Regions from separate parts of the Mus musculus genome. Here regions 2 and 3 are each linked to region 1. The links are chromatin contacts, called in public HiChIP or PLAC-seq maps. All regions are on one chromosome and are shown on one strand. The core of a region is the stretch at or near the end of the contact, and the rest is flanking DNA. Distances in the headings are between cores, read along the strand shown.

Region 1 (3,791 bases), core at 428-2,927:
GTCTTAGGTTCTCACACCCAGGCCCTAAGCTTCGTGTTAACCCTAGATCTTAAAGGCCAAGGAGAGGCCATCATCCAGGGGCAGGAGGCTGATGTAGACCCTGGCGTCCCTCAGGATGCGTTCGTTCAGGTTCCGCACACATTCAACAGTCTTGTTCCTGGGCTGAGGCTGCAGCACTTCTCCGCGCCACAGGACCTACAGATGGAGGGGCGGGGCCGTCGGAAGTGGGGGGTAGCCGACCCAGAGCTTTAGCCAGGAGGGGCGGGACCTATGATACTCTGGGTGGGCTTTGGGGCGGGGCTGGGGGGTGGGGTGGGAAGAGCTGAGAAGAGTGGGTACCCAGCCACAAGAAGCAGCAGTTTTGCCTTAGCTAGTCCTTACTCTGAGTACAGCGAGCACGCCTCCGGGACGTAGGAGCTGCAGACAGCGCTCGTAGTAGGCGGTACAGTTCTCTTTGTCCGCGTCCACCACGGCTATGTCGAAGGTTCCGGCCTCGCCCGCCGCTAGGAGCTCATCTTAACAGGGACAGAGGGCATGTGCCGCTGGCTGAGCTAGGGTCTCAGCGGGCTGCTCAGGGTCGCCAGTTTTGTTCCCCGGGGTTGGACAGTGCTGTCTGGGTCCCTCCCGCACTGGTGCTCACCCAATGTCTGCAGGGCGGGCTGCAGCCGAAGGTCGATCTTCTGCTCCACTTCTGCCTGCGGAAGGAGGCCGGTCAGGCCGGCACGCCCCCGAGCCGGAGCCCGAACGGCCGCAGGTGTGGGGCTCTCACCTGCTTCCACATGGGCCGTCCCAGCTTCGGGGGCTCTGCGTCAACCTCGCAGGTCACCACGCGGCCAGCCTCCGGAAGCGCCAAGGCTAGGGCCAGGGCCGAGTAGCCCGTGAAAGTACCTGTGGAAGGGGACACTGTCAAGCTCAGTTCAGGGTGCAGGGCTGCCCTGTGACCCTGGTTTCCAGAGACCATGGCTGCGTGTTCCTACCCAGATCCAGAGCTTTCTTGGCCTTAATGAGCCGCGCCAGGTTGGCCAGAAGCTGGGCCTGTTCACAGGTCATCATGGAATCCCCCTGCGGCTGCTCCAGGGTCAGCTGTGTGGGGAGAGGGAGGTGCCATTCATACCAGTCACCCCCCCCACCTCCCCCCTGAGGTTTTGAATCATTCAGGGGCTCGGTGGCGGGTGTGGCCTAGAGGGGACAGGTCTCAGGGAACCCGGAAGCCCAGAGAGGGTTTCTGCCTAGCTCAAGGTCACACAGCCACGTGAGGTCCACCACGCTGGAAGTGGGGAGCCGGTTCTCGGTCCCAGTCCTACTGACCAGTCGCAGGCTCCGCAGCGCCGGGTGCTCTCTCATGGAGCGGCTCAGCAGATACTGCCACAGGGGATTGTCCTCAGGTGGCAGCAGGCGCTCTTGCCGCCTGGACCCCCATGGAGGCCACCGTTTCCCTGCCGGGGAGAGGGTGCCGAGTCAGGGCCTGCATTTCTGACCGGGTTCTCCGGCTCTTCTCCGCGCCCTCCTCCCATTCCCCGGACTGCAGCAGCCCAGCCCAGCTCACCCAGCAAGAGACCAGTAGCGAAGGCGGCGCCCAGCGCGGCCGAGCCCAGGGCCAGTGCGGCTGGGATAGATAGCCGAGGGACGGGCTGAGCCATGGTGCAGGTTAGCAGCGGCGGCGGAGGTCACGTGTGCTGGAGTAGCGAGGATGGGACTGGGACCAGTAAGCCGACAGGGCTCCACCTTGTCCGGGCCCTGCCCACAGAGCCGCGTCCTCGGGCACCATCTGGTGACACATGGCCGTATTGCAAGGTCAGGCTGAGAACATCTCGCCACCCGGTGGCTGCATGCGGAACTGCGTCGGGGTATGGAGTCATCTCTGCACCAGGGCTCTTGTGAGCATGGGGAGAGGGGATAAAGTGAGTGTGGCTAATGGAGGAATCCAAAGAGACTCGGGAATGCTTGCTGGAGGGGTGCCCAAGTTAAAGGAACCAAGAACCTGGTTTAGAGTCACCTGGTTTCCAAGACAGTATCCTTAGTGGCTGGGATGCTGGGTGTAGCTTTTTTGTGTGACGGTCCGTCTTTCCGAGTCTGTTTCTTTTCTGTAAAGCAGGTATTACAGCCTTACTACGATAGGCACGGGATTCCTCGCATAGTAGGTGCTCAATAGTGGTACTTGCTGTTATGGTCATTGGCTAGAGAGGGTTCCTTGGGAAGCGGTAGCATCTTGGCAGGCAGCAGCTGAGTTCCCCTTGCAAGGCTATCTGCTAGACCGGTGTTCCCTAGACATTTATTGAATATCTACTATATGCTGAACTCTGGTGGAAGCAAAAGACTGTGGTAGTTTATGACTTGGAAACAACTGGACAGGTACAACTGGAATGCAGTTCAAGTGTTACTGTCCCTCTTTTTTCTACAGTGAAATCCTTTCTAGACTTCGCTCACAGGAGACTCTGCTGACCTGCCCTCAGGGACCTAGCAATTGCTTAAGGCATCACCTGCCCCGCCCCCCACGTACGACAGGTATGTGCCACAGATAAAAAGACCCCCACCCCACTCCAGTCCTTTGGCCCCCTTCCCCCCTCCCCTGGCTTCATTCCCATCTGTCTGTCTACATAGCCACTTGCCAGCCTCTAGTCCTCTTCTCCCAGTAAACCCCCTTTATACCAGAACTGTTGCACAGTGTAATTTCTCAGGGGTGCACCTTGCCTCGGGCCACCAAGAATACTGTCTTGCAGAGTTATATTTCACAACACTCACTGCACACAACACCCGATGGAGTTCCGGTTGAAAACACCCGCACAGTGTGCCTCACACACAGGCTTAGTAGGCTATTGGTGCTGTCTTTAAGAGCTGGAGTCCACAGGGCCTCAGAGGTGGTTGCCCTGGAAGTCTGTTTCTTAACAACACTGGCCAGGCCCGGAGACCCTCCGGAGGCAGGCAGACAGGTGCAGGATCAGTGAGAGAGCCCTAGACCTGGCCAACTGAAGCCAATGCTGCTAGAATCCCGGGCCTCGGAGGTGAGGGCAGGTCTCCAATCACAATCAGGGTAGACTGGCTTCTTGACCTATCAGCATCTGTGCAGGGTGCAGGCAAACAGGAGGGGAACCTACTTTCTCTAGGGGCAGGGCGGGATCTCAGCTGCTTCTCCTAACTGCTCCTGGAACAGGCCCCTTAGACAAGCTCTTTCTTCTTGTTGACTCTCAATGACTTGAGAGTCCTGAAAATATCTCTGAGTTTGAGTCATGCTCTCCAGGTAAGGCCCGAAGAAATGTGAGTTCCTTTAGGGCTGAGCACACAGCAGGCACTAAATACGTGCTGGCGGGGCCACACTGCGGCCAGTGATAACAACGGGGCCACACTGCGGCCAGTGATAACAACGTGACAACCGGAAGCTGTTACTTAGCACCTGCTGGGTACCAGGTGCTCAACACCCAGCCATCCCTTGAAGCAGCGGTGTTGTTCCAATTTTCAAGAGAAGGAAAGTCCTGAATTGATCATCTCTCCGAGCTCACTGCCTAGCGCCTTGCCCTCCTAAATTTCCACCGTCTTTATCAGTACCTCCCTGGGACGCACACAGAGGGAAGAGGCAGCCGTGTCCCCGCTAGGCCTCTTCAGCGGGCTTGTGGCACCGAGTCCTTGTCCTTAGCCGGAGCCCTCTTCCCCATATCTGGGGACCGGGATGGCTTGCAAGTTCTCAGTGCATCTCACAGCCTTCCTCCTGCAACCTGGCTCCAGGCAGGAGCGGTGGAGGTGGGGGAAGCGGGCGAGGAGGGAGCCATGTCACCATATATCCCAGTCAGATTAAA
Region 2 (3,791 bases), core at 433-2,932, 620 kb before region 1:
CTAACAAGGCTCCTTCCACAGGATAGCTTAGTTTTTCAAGGGGAGCACAATGACACAGCAAGAACCATTCCTTCAGAACTTTCCCCTTTAGTGTTAAACCAGTGCATTGCTTTCAATTCCTTCAGAAGAACTTTGCAAAAACAAATGTATTTGTTTCTATAATTAAAAGGCGGTACTTAACAGTCAAGGTGAAGTGATGAGTAAACGTGCTGGTGAGCAGTCTAGGCCTCAGGTTGTGTGGGTTTGCAGTGCCCACGAGATACCTGTTAGAAAAATTGAATTTTTGGTTGGAATTAGGAACACCATAATAAGATTCATAAAATATACTGTATGCTATGCTATATGCCTCTCTTTGAAGTTCATCGCCAGTTCCAATGACACAGACATAACTTTTAAAGATAATTGATGAGATCATGTATCTTTGGAAACCTTTTGTTAGCCCCTCATTGCAATTAATATCTCTCCTAGCTGTTTGTGGTAATATCTTGGTGTTTCTATCATTATTTAAGTTCAATTAAACTAATTCAGGTATTTATACCAATAATGACTACATTTTCTGTTGCAGCTATGCCTTTCTAATTGTTGCAGTATCCACAAGATTATCATATATTTTATAATTAAAGAATTTAGACTTTAACAGCATTGATATCTCTCAAAGTGATACACATCGTATCTTTTGCACATCTAGCTCCTTTTCCATATTTCATTAAATTATGGAATCAGCTTCTTCATCCCCTTAGGTATCCTATTGAGGCTTGGTTAGGATTGCATTGAAGCTATGTATCATTATCATGCTACCATCCTTGGGAGTCATAAGCAAACATTTATTCATGTCAGATAGGATACCGAGGACAAACAGCAGATCAAAAATAACAATTCTATCAGAGTACAGCTAGACAAACCAAGAGTTTCTAGGGCTCACTTATAGGAGCATGGGGGAGGGTTACTTCTGGAAGTGTCACTAAAATGTCCCATTTGGGTAGATGACAGGTGGGAGTGCTTTTGGGGAAAGCTACGTATTTGGAGAAATTAATCTTCCACATACTCTGTCCTCTATAACAGTGGTTCTCAACCCTTTAATACAGCTCCTCATTTTGTGGCGACCCCCATCATAAAATTATTTTTTGTCACTACATCATAACTGTAATTTTGCTAGTTATGAACAGTATGTAAATATCTTATATAAAGGATATCTGATATGTGACCCCCAGTGAAAGGGTCACGACCCACATATTGAGAAATGCTGCTCTAGCACCTCCAGAAACTATATGCAGCCAAAGAAGATCTTAAACTGCAGATGTTCCTCTACTTCAACTGCTGGAATTACAAACATGTGCCACCATGCTTACTTTCATATTTTTTTATTCAAGAGTATTTACGTAGATTCCTTATGAGTCCTTGCATTACTGAAGTATGCATGGGTTCTATGTAGCTAGAATTTTAAGGGTAACTATAATTTTAACTTTGAAATAATTTTTCACAACTTATTCTCCTGTATTCCTTTCAGTGCTTACTGGTGAATGCTAATTTCAGTGGGAGAAGCAGTCAGACACTCGCATCCTGGTAGTACATATGATGTCAAGGTCCCATCAAGGTTCCTTCTGTCAGAGGCCCTGCTTATTATCTGAGACCCCTGTGTGTATATCTTTATGGTTTTGTTTTCAGCTGTCCACAGTGTATGGGTACTTTCTCCACATCCTCACCAATACTTCCTATTTTCTCCTCTTTTCTTAGTGTCATGACTAGTATTAAGTAACATCTGATTATGCTTTTTTTTTGTTTGTTTCGTTTTGTTTCATTTTCCAGATGGTTAGTATTATTGAGCATCTTCATGTGCACATTGGCCATTTGGATAATTAGAAACACACCTGTTCAACACTTTTGGCCATATTTCATTCAGGTTATTTGTTTCATTGTGGTGTTTTAGAAGTTTGTTAGTTAGTATTCTGGATATTAACCTCTCATCAGATACATAACTGCCCTTTTGCCTTATTGATCACTCCTTTTGTTGTTCAATAGGTCTCACTTGTTGTTGTCATAGTTTTTTGCTTTATTTGACTTTTTTGTTTGTTTGAATTCCTTAGAAAATATTGAAAAATCCCATGTCTGGAGGCTTTCCTGTGATATTTTTATTCTTGAGTTTCCTCTTTTATAACTTTTCTGTCTTCACAAGATATCCTAGAGAATTGTCTACACACACGAATCCTTTTCGTTTTGTTATTGTTGCTATTGTTGGGGAGCTTGTTTCTGAGGTGGGGTTTGAAACCTTTGTCCATATAGATGCCTAAGCTTTACCCCTAAGCTGTATCCCTTCGTTTTGGTTTCCTTGTGGAATCTAGGCTGGCCTTGAACTCATCCTGTTTCCCCAGACGTAATCCAGCTCTCCACTCTCCTGCTCTCCCTCCGAAGGCTAGATTGGTCTCTTTCCCTTCCCTTGCTTTGTGTGTGGATCTGGGTTTCTGCAAACAGGTTCATCCAGTACTGAGTAAGGCTTCTGTGCACAGACTTTGTTATTCATAACATTATTTCATTGTAAATAAAGTATGAATAAATAATTACATCTGTTCTGTTGTATGTTCATCTTGAGAATAAATCTCTAGAGAGAGTACTCCTTGTCGTCAGGCGGTCACTTCTGCGGTCTTCTGTTACTATTTTGGTTATCTCCATTCCTTTATCTCTAAATGTATTCTGATACATTATGTGTGTGTGTGTGTGTGTGTGTGTGTGTGTGTGTGTGTGTGTGTGTGTGTATTCATACATACTCAGTGTTTGTATACTTATTTGTTTCCATAACATATACTCAGTATTTCAAAATATGTTTTTTATTTATTATTATTGATATTTACATGTGTGAGTGTTTTACCTTCGTGTGTGTTTGTGCACCACAACCATGTAATACCCATTGAGATCAAAAGGCATTGGATACATTGGAACTTAAATTATAGAGTTGTGAGCTGCAATGTGGGTGTTGAGAATTGAACCTGGGTCTGCAGCGATTGGTCTTCACCACTAAGCTATCTCCCCAGCCTCCTGTGTTGGAACTGTTTTTTAGTTTATATACATAGAATTTTTTAACCTCTTTATTTGAAATAAAAAGATGGTCTCTTTAGAATCACTAATAAAGTATGAGAAGCCTCAGGGACATGAGCTACATTAAAGAGTTCAAATCAACGAAACCCATGCATATTAAAAGAAATCCATTATGAATCATTTACAAGAAAAATACTAAAGTTTATATGAATCACTTTAATGACATGATGAGATATTTGTAGTTAGAATTTTAACACGTCTATCTTTACAAAATTTTAATATTCATGTATGCATATAATATTTTTTGCAGCAAATATCCCCCAATTCTTTCCATAGCCCCACCACCACTTTTTGCTCTTACTTCATGTGCCCTCTTTCTCATTTGTCTGTACATGCGTAGGTGTAGGGCCATCTATCTACTACAGCACGGGCAGCCTCCCAGAGAGCATCCCCAAAGAAAGCTGACTTCTCCACCCCAGCAGTGATCAACTGCCCGTGGCTCTTCAGATGGTGGAGCTTCTTAAGCCCCTCACTCACCAGCACTGTGATTTTGTCACTGTTGAGCTCCTGTGGGTCTTCCTCACTCAGCAATAGCCATACTGAGTGTGTGCAGCAGCCCTGTCCTATGGAAATACTTCCTATAGTCAGGGCTTAGAAATCCACCCTCTGTCCAGCTCTGAAGACTTTTCTTTCTTTTTTGGAGTAGGAGAGGGGGGTTCTTTTTAAAATAGTCTCCTAGAACCTAAGCCGTTTGCAAGTTT
Region 3 (3,791 bases), core at 688-3,187, 540 kb before region 1:
AACATGTTCTGACCGCTGTGGCAGACCTCACAGCCATCACTGGTGTCTTCATTGTAGTTATTTCTTCTGGCGGCTCAGTTGCTGTCATTCATGTGAAGGACTGCATATCATAGTATCATAACTGCAAATGGTTTATGCATTATCTTAATGGTTGTCAAAGCCAGTGTTGTCCTTGCAGCAGCAATGAACTATGGCTTGTCATAATTTGTGTTTGATCTCTCCCACTCCTACAAGGAAACGTATTTTACTCTCTGGGAGATTCACAGAACATGTAGCAGCCACTAAGAGGAGAAAAACATGTTATCTGGGTGTTGGGTTGGTTATTTTTGACTTCTAATTTATTCACTCTCACAACCCTGTTCTCCAACTGATGTTACTATGGCACCTTAGTTACAGCACTGAAAACAGGCTAATTATATTCTTTAAAACAGACAACAGTGGTACATCTTGAGACAGGCATCTGGCACTCCGCCTTCTTCCCGCTGTAGCGCTAGTCTAGGCTTCCTGGGACTCTGTTGTTCTTTTTTCTTTTCTTTTTTTAAGTATACATTTTTTTCGTTCCCTTCTGTTTCTGTAAATAGTGGTTTATATTTACTAAAGTCACTAATTGCACATTTAGCTTGTTCCTTTTTGAGCCTTGTGCAAGAAGAAATGTAGAATTATCCTCAGCCGTTTATCTGTACTTACTCTTGTTTATTGAATTAATATTCTCGGTATTTATAAATGTCTTCTGACTGTGTAGATATTCATTTCAATCGAACAAACTAACTCTGGTTCATCTCCAGCATAAGTAACCATATCACTAATTTTTAAAATAAATTAGCAGCAGCATCCAGCTCTCTTCATGAATCCCTTCTCATCGTTTCTTTTGTTTTGTTTTGTTTATGTTTTTCAAGACAGGGTTTTATTTTAGTGTGTAGTCCTGGCTGTCCTGGAACTCCCTCTGTAGGCCAAGCTGGCCTCGAACTCACAGAGATCCACCTGCCTCTGCCTCCCATGTGCTGAGGTTAATGGCATGTGCCATCATTGCCATTTATTTTACATTGATATTATACAGTTTGTAATCACACTAACAGTACATATACTACCTTTGTCATGTTTGATTAAACACATATGGACCATGAAATGTTACCTTTACTGCTTAACTCTCATCCTTTGTAATGTCTGCAAAATATTCCCTACAACAGCCTTTTTCCTCTGGAGATGCTATAAACTACATTTGTAGTTTAAATATAATAGCAACATTCAAACATTTTTAAAAGGCAGGGTAATAATGTATTTCATTGTAACATAAAATGTCCCAGCTAAGGGTAGTCTGTTTCTTAGGGTTTTGCTTTAGTTTTGCTTTGGGTTTTGTTTGTTTGTTTTGACCTGCTTTGGTTTGACTACTCAGAAACCCACAAGCTGAAAGCACAGGTCAAAATGCAGTGGGTGTATTTCTTTCCTCTTCTCTTCTCTTCTCTTCTCTTCTCTTTTCTTTTTTCTTTTTTTTTTTTTTCTCTCTCCAGACAGGGTTTCTCTGTGTAGCCCTGGCTGTCCTGGAACTCACTTTGTAGACCAGGCTGGCTTCGAACTCAGACTCTGCCTCCAGAGTGCTGGGATTAAAGGCGTGCACCACCACGCCCGGCTGCAGTGGGTGTATTTCAAGTGCCTGATCTTATTGACCTCTCTCCTAGGCAGGCCTGTGTCTGACATGTAACAGCACTTCCAGGAGGAAGTGACATGTTCAAAGTCATGAGCATGTGGGGAGATATTTCAGATCCAGCACAGAAGCAAGTTGTCAGGACTAGAGTTTGTTGACTACTCCCTGTGTGTATTTTCAGATCCTTCCTAAGTCTGCCGGTTACTCTTCAGCAGCATTCTGTATGCTGCTTCAGGCTAGGACTGCTGCTCACCGAGAGGACTCTGGCCTAGATGTGGTTGGCCTTGAGATCCATCCCAGCTCCACCTTTCAACGCCTTAAACATTGTTGATTGTTAGAAAAGAGCCTTTGTCTATCTACATTGGACTTTACTAGGAAGTTCAATCTGGGGAGATGAGTCAGACTGGCCAAAGAGGGCCAGGACATAGCCTAGGAAGACCTCAGACTCAAAACAGAACATCCTGCCCAGCTATTTCTCAGGTTCTTTACAGAGTTGATGTATTTATTTATTTTATTTTTCCTTTGCCACCTTTCCCAGTCTTCTGTTTGAGTGAGCGAGGATCTTAATATGTTTAAGACAGTATTTCTTTAGTTCTGTCCTTGGAAATAATTTCATACTTGAGAAGTATGGTATTTACTTTTCTTTTGTTATAGAGTCTATATTTAAACAAAAACAAAAAACTTGTGATCAAACGAGAATTCATATGGCTATGTGTCTGGAGGTGGGGATAAACTACAAGTCCCTAGCAATCAGCCAAGCTGAGTGTTTGCTTGTTCTTTATGTGAAGTGCAGAAGGATGCTGAACCACTCAGCTACCACTGCATACGTCTTAATGCCGGCATGTATTTGCTTTAGGACTAGGTAGGCACAGATGAGACTCAGTATTATAAAATGACATCGTTTGCTTCTGCCCTCCTAGGATACCCTGATCAGTATTTCATGATAGCACAGGCAAAGGTCTCCCTTCCCATCCCAGTTTGTCTTAGTATGTCCATTTAGTCAGAGTCACTGTCACTCTGTATACTTCTATGTTTTATTTCTGGCAAGGTCTTGTTTAGCCCAGGCTGGCCTTGAAACTTCTGTGAACATGGTACCATATTTGTGTTCTTGAACCCCCTGCTTCAGCCTATTGAATGCTGGGATTGCAGGCATTCACCAACACCCCTATTATTCTATTTTCTTTGAATCAATAAAAACTTATATAAGTGTCTGTGTACACACACATATATGTTTCATACCTCAAATAACCGTTAATGGATATCATTCTGAAGCTTACATTCTTAGGTAAAGACATTTTAAAAGAATCCCAAATAATGACTCTGAAGTGAAGTAAATACTGGTGAAGAAAAAAATTGTTTCCCTTTGTCTTTGTATATTTCATTTTTTTAAACTATATTTAAAATACCCTGAGAAATCCCTTAGAGTGGTTAAGATTTCTAGGCAGTAAACCAAGCTTTGCTAAAATGGTCTTCTACCCCAATCTTCCCTTTTTTTTTTTTTTTGTTTTTTTTTTTTTTTGTTTGTAATGAATGAAGGTATCCCCCTGTGTTTTTAATTCTGATAAGCATTTTTTCCATCTGTAAATATGTAAACTGACTTTTGAGTTGTTTACAGGGAGAGACACACAGAGCTAACTGGATAAACAGACATCCGTAACTACAAAATCCCAAGACTTTGCTGGATATATAGAGTGTTTTTCTAAAGCACACACATATAGACTCCTGACTTACTTGTATTACAAACCTAACATGAACAGAACGATTCGTTTTGTAGCAGTACTGTTTTGACTCTTGGTCGTGCGGTAGGCTGGAGTACGCGCCTCAGCAAAGGTTATAAATCTGGGAAGAAAAGTTATGGTTGGCATACATTTTAACAATCTTTGCCATCTTACAGCACAAATCCCAACTTGTTTAAATTGTGAATATTTACTTTACAAAGTAAGAGATTGTTTTAAAATGTAATTAAGTTGTCCGTGTACTACTTATTTAGAAGCTAATGTTTTTTGCCTATTTATAAAATTCACAAAAATCAAATATATACTATCCATATTACAATACTATTATGTTATATATTCTAAAGTAAAACACATAGATTTGGAATCAGGCCAAATTTAGACTCTGGAGGCATACTGTTCTGTGACTTAAATTA

What was found. HiChIP or PLAC-seq counts read pairs in DNA pulled down with a chosen protein or histone mark.
Region 2: a contact with region 1 is called in an H3K4me3 HiChIP or PLAC-seq map of bone marrow-derived macrophages, with 4 times the contacts expected there. The contact joins the enhancer-like site here to the promoter of Comtd1 in region 1. A contact is called at or near these places in 3 of 115 datasets of contacts at active chromatin or transcription factors (astrocytes, bone marrow-derived macrophages and extraembryonic endoderm stem cells) and 2 of 9 other capture datasets (embryonic stem cells and liver).
Region 3: a contact with region 1 is called in an H3K27ac HiChIP or PLAC-seq map of extraembryonic endoderm stem cells, with 4 times the contacts expected there. The contact joins the enhancer-like site here to the promoter of Comtd1 in region 1. A contact is called at or near these places in 2 of 39 promoter capture datasets (the C10 cell line and maxillary cranial neural crest), 2 of 115 datasets of contacts at active chromatin or transcription factors (bone marrow-derived macrophages and extraembryonic endoderm stem cells) and 2 of 9 other capture datasets (embryonic stem cells and macrophages).

What each region holds. Positions count from the first base shown.
Region 1 is chr14:21,847,233-21,851,023 of GRCm38.p6, forward strand. It overlaps Comtd1 (catechol-O-methyltransferase domain containing 1), which reads right to left and starts at 1,678. Exons shown (of 7, transcript NM_026965.2): 1 at 1,547-1,678; 2 at 1,309-1,436; 3 at 978-1,083; 4 at 770-888; 5 at 641-695; 6 at 382-515; 7 at 1-195. The coding sequence starts at 1,640. The coding sequence ends at 43. A430057M04Rik (RIKEN cDNA A430057M04 gene) reads left to right here and starts at 346. Exons shown (of 3, transcript NM_176925.3): 1 at 346-1,847; 2 at 2,402-2,505. The coding sequence starts at 1,639.
Region 2 is chr14:21,230,184-21,233,974 of GRCm38.p6, forward strand. The region is part of intron 4 of Adk (adenosine kinase); the gene reads left to right. Among named protein-coding and RNA genes, the nearest start is that of Adk, 180 kb to the left of the region's middle. Within about 2 kb of position 1,683, at least 1 of the 459 cell types and tissues checked has an H3K27ac peak or open chromatin away from gene starts, as enhancers often do. A contact at or near this core is called in bone marrow-derived macrophages, where this site is marked.
Region 3 is chr14:21,310,309-21,314,099 of GRCm38.p6, forward strand. All of the region lies in intron 6 of Adk (adenosine kinase), which reads left to right. Among named protein-coding and RNA genes, the nearest start is that of Gm52152, 110 kb to the right of the region's middle. Within about 2 kb of position 1,938, at least 33 of the 459 cell types and tissues checked have an H3K27ac peak or open chromatin away from gene starts, as enhancers often do. A contact at or near this core is called in bone marrow-derived macrophages and extraembryonic endoderm stem cells, where this site is marked.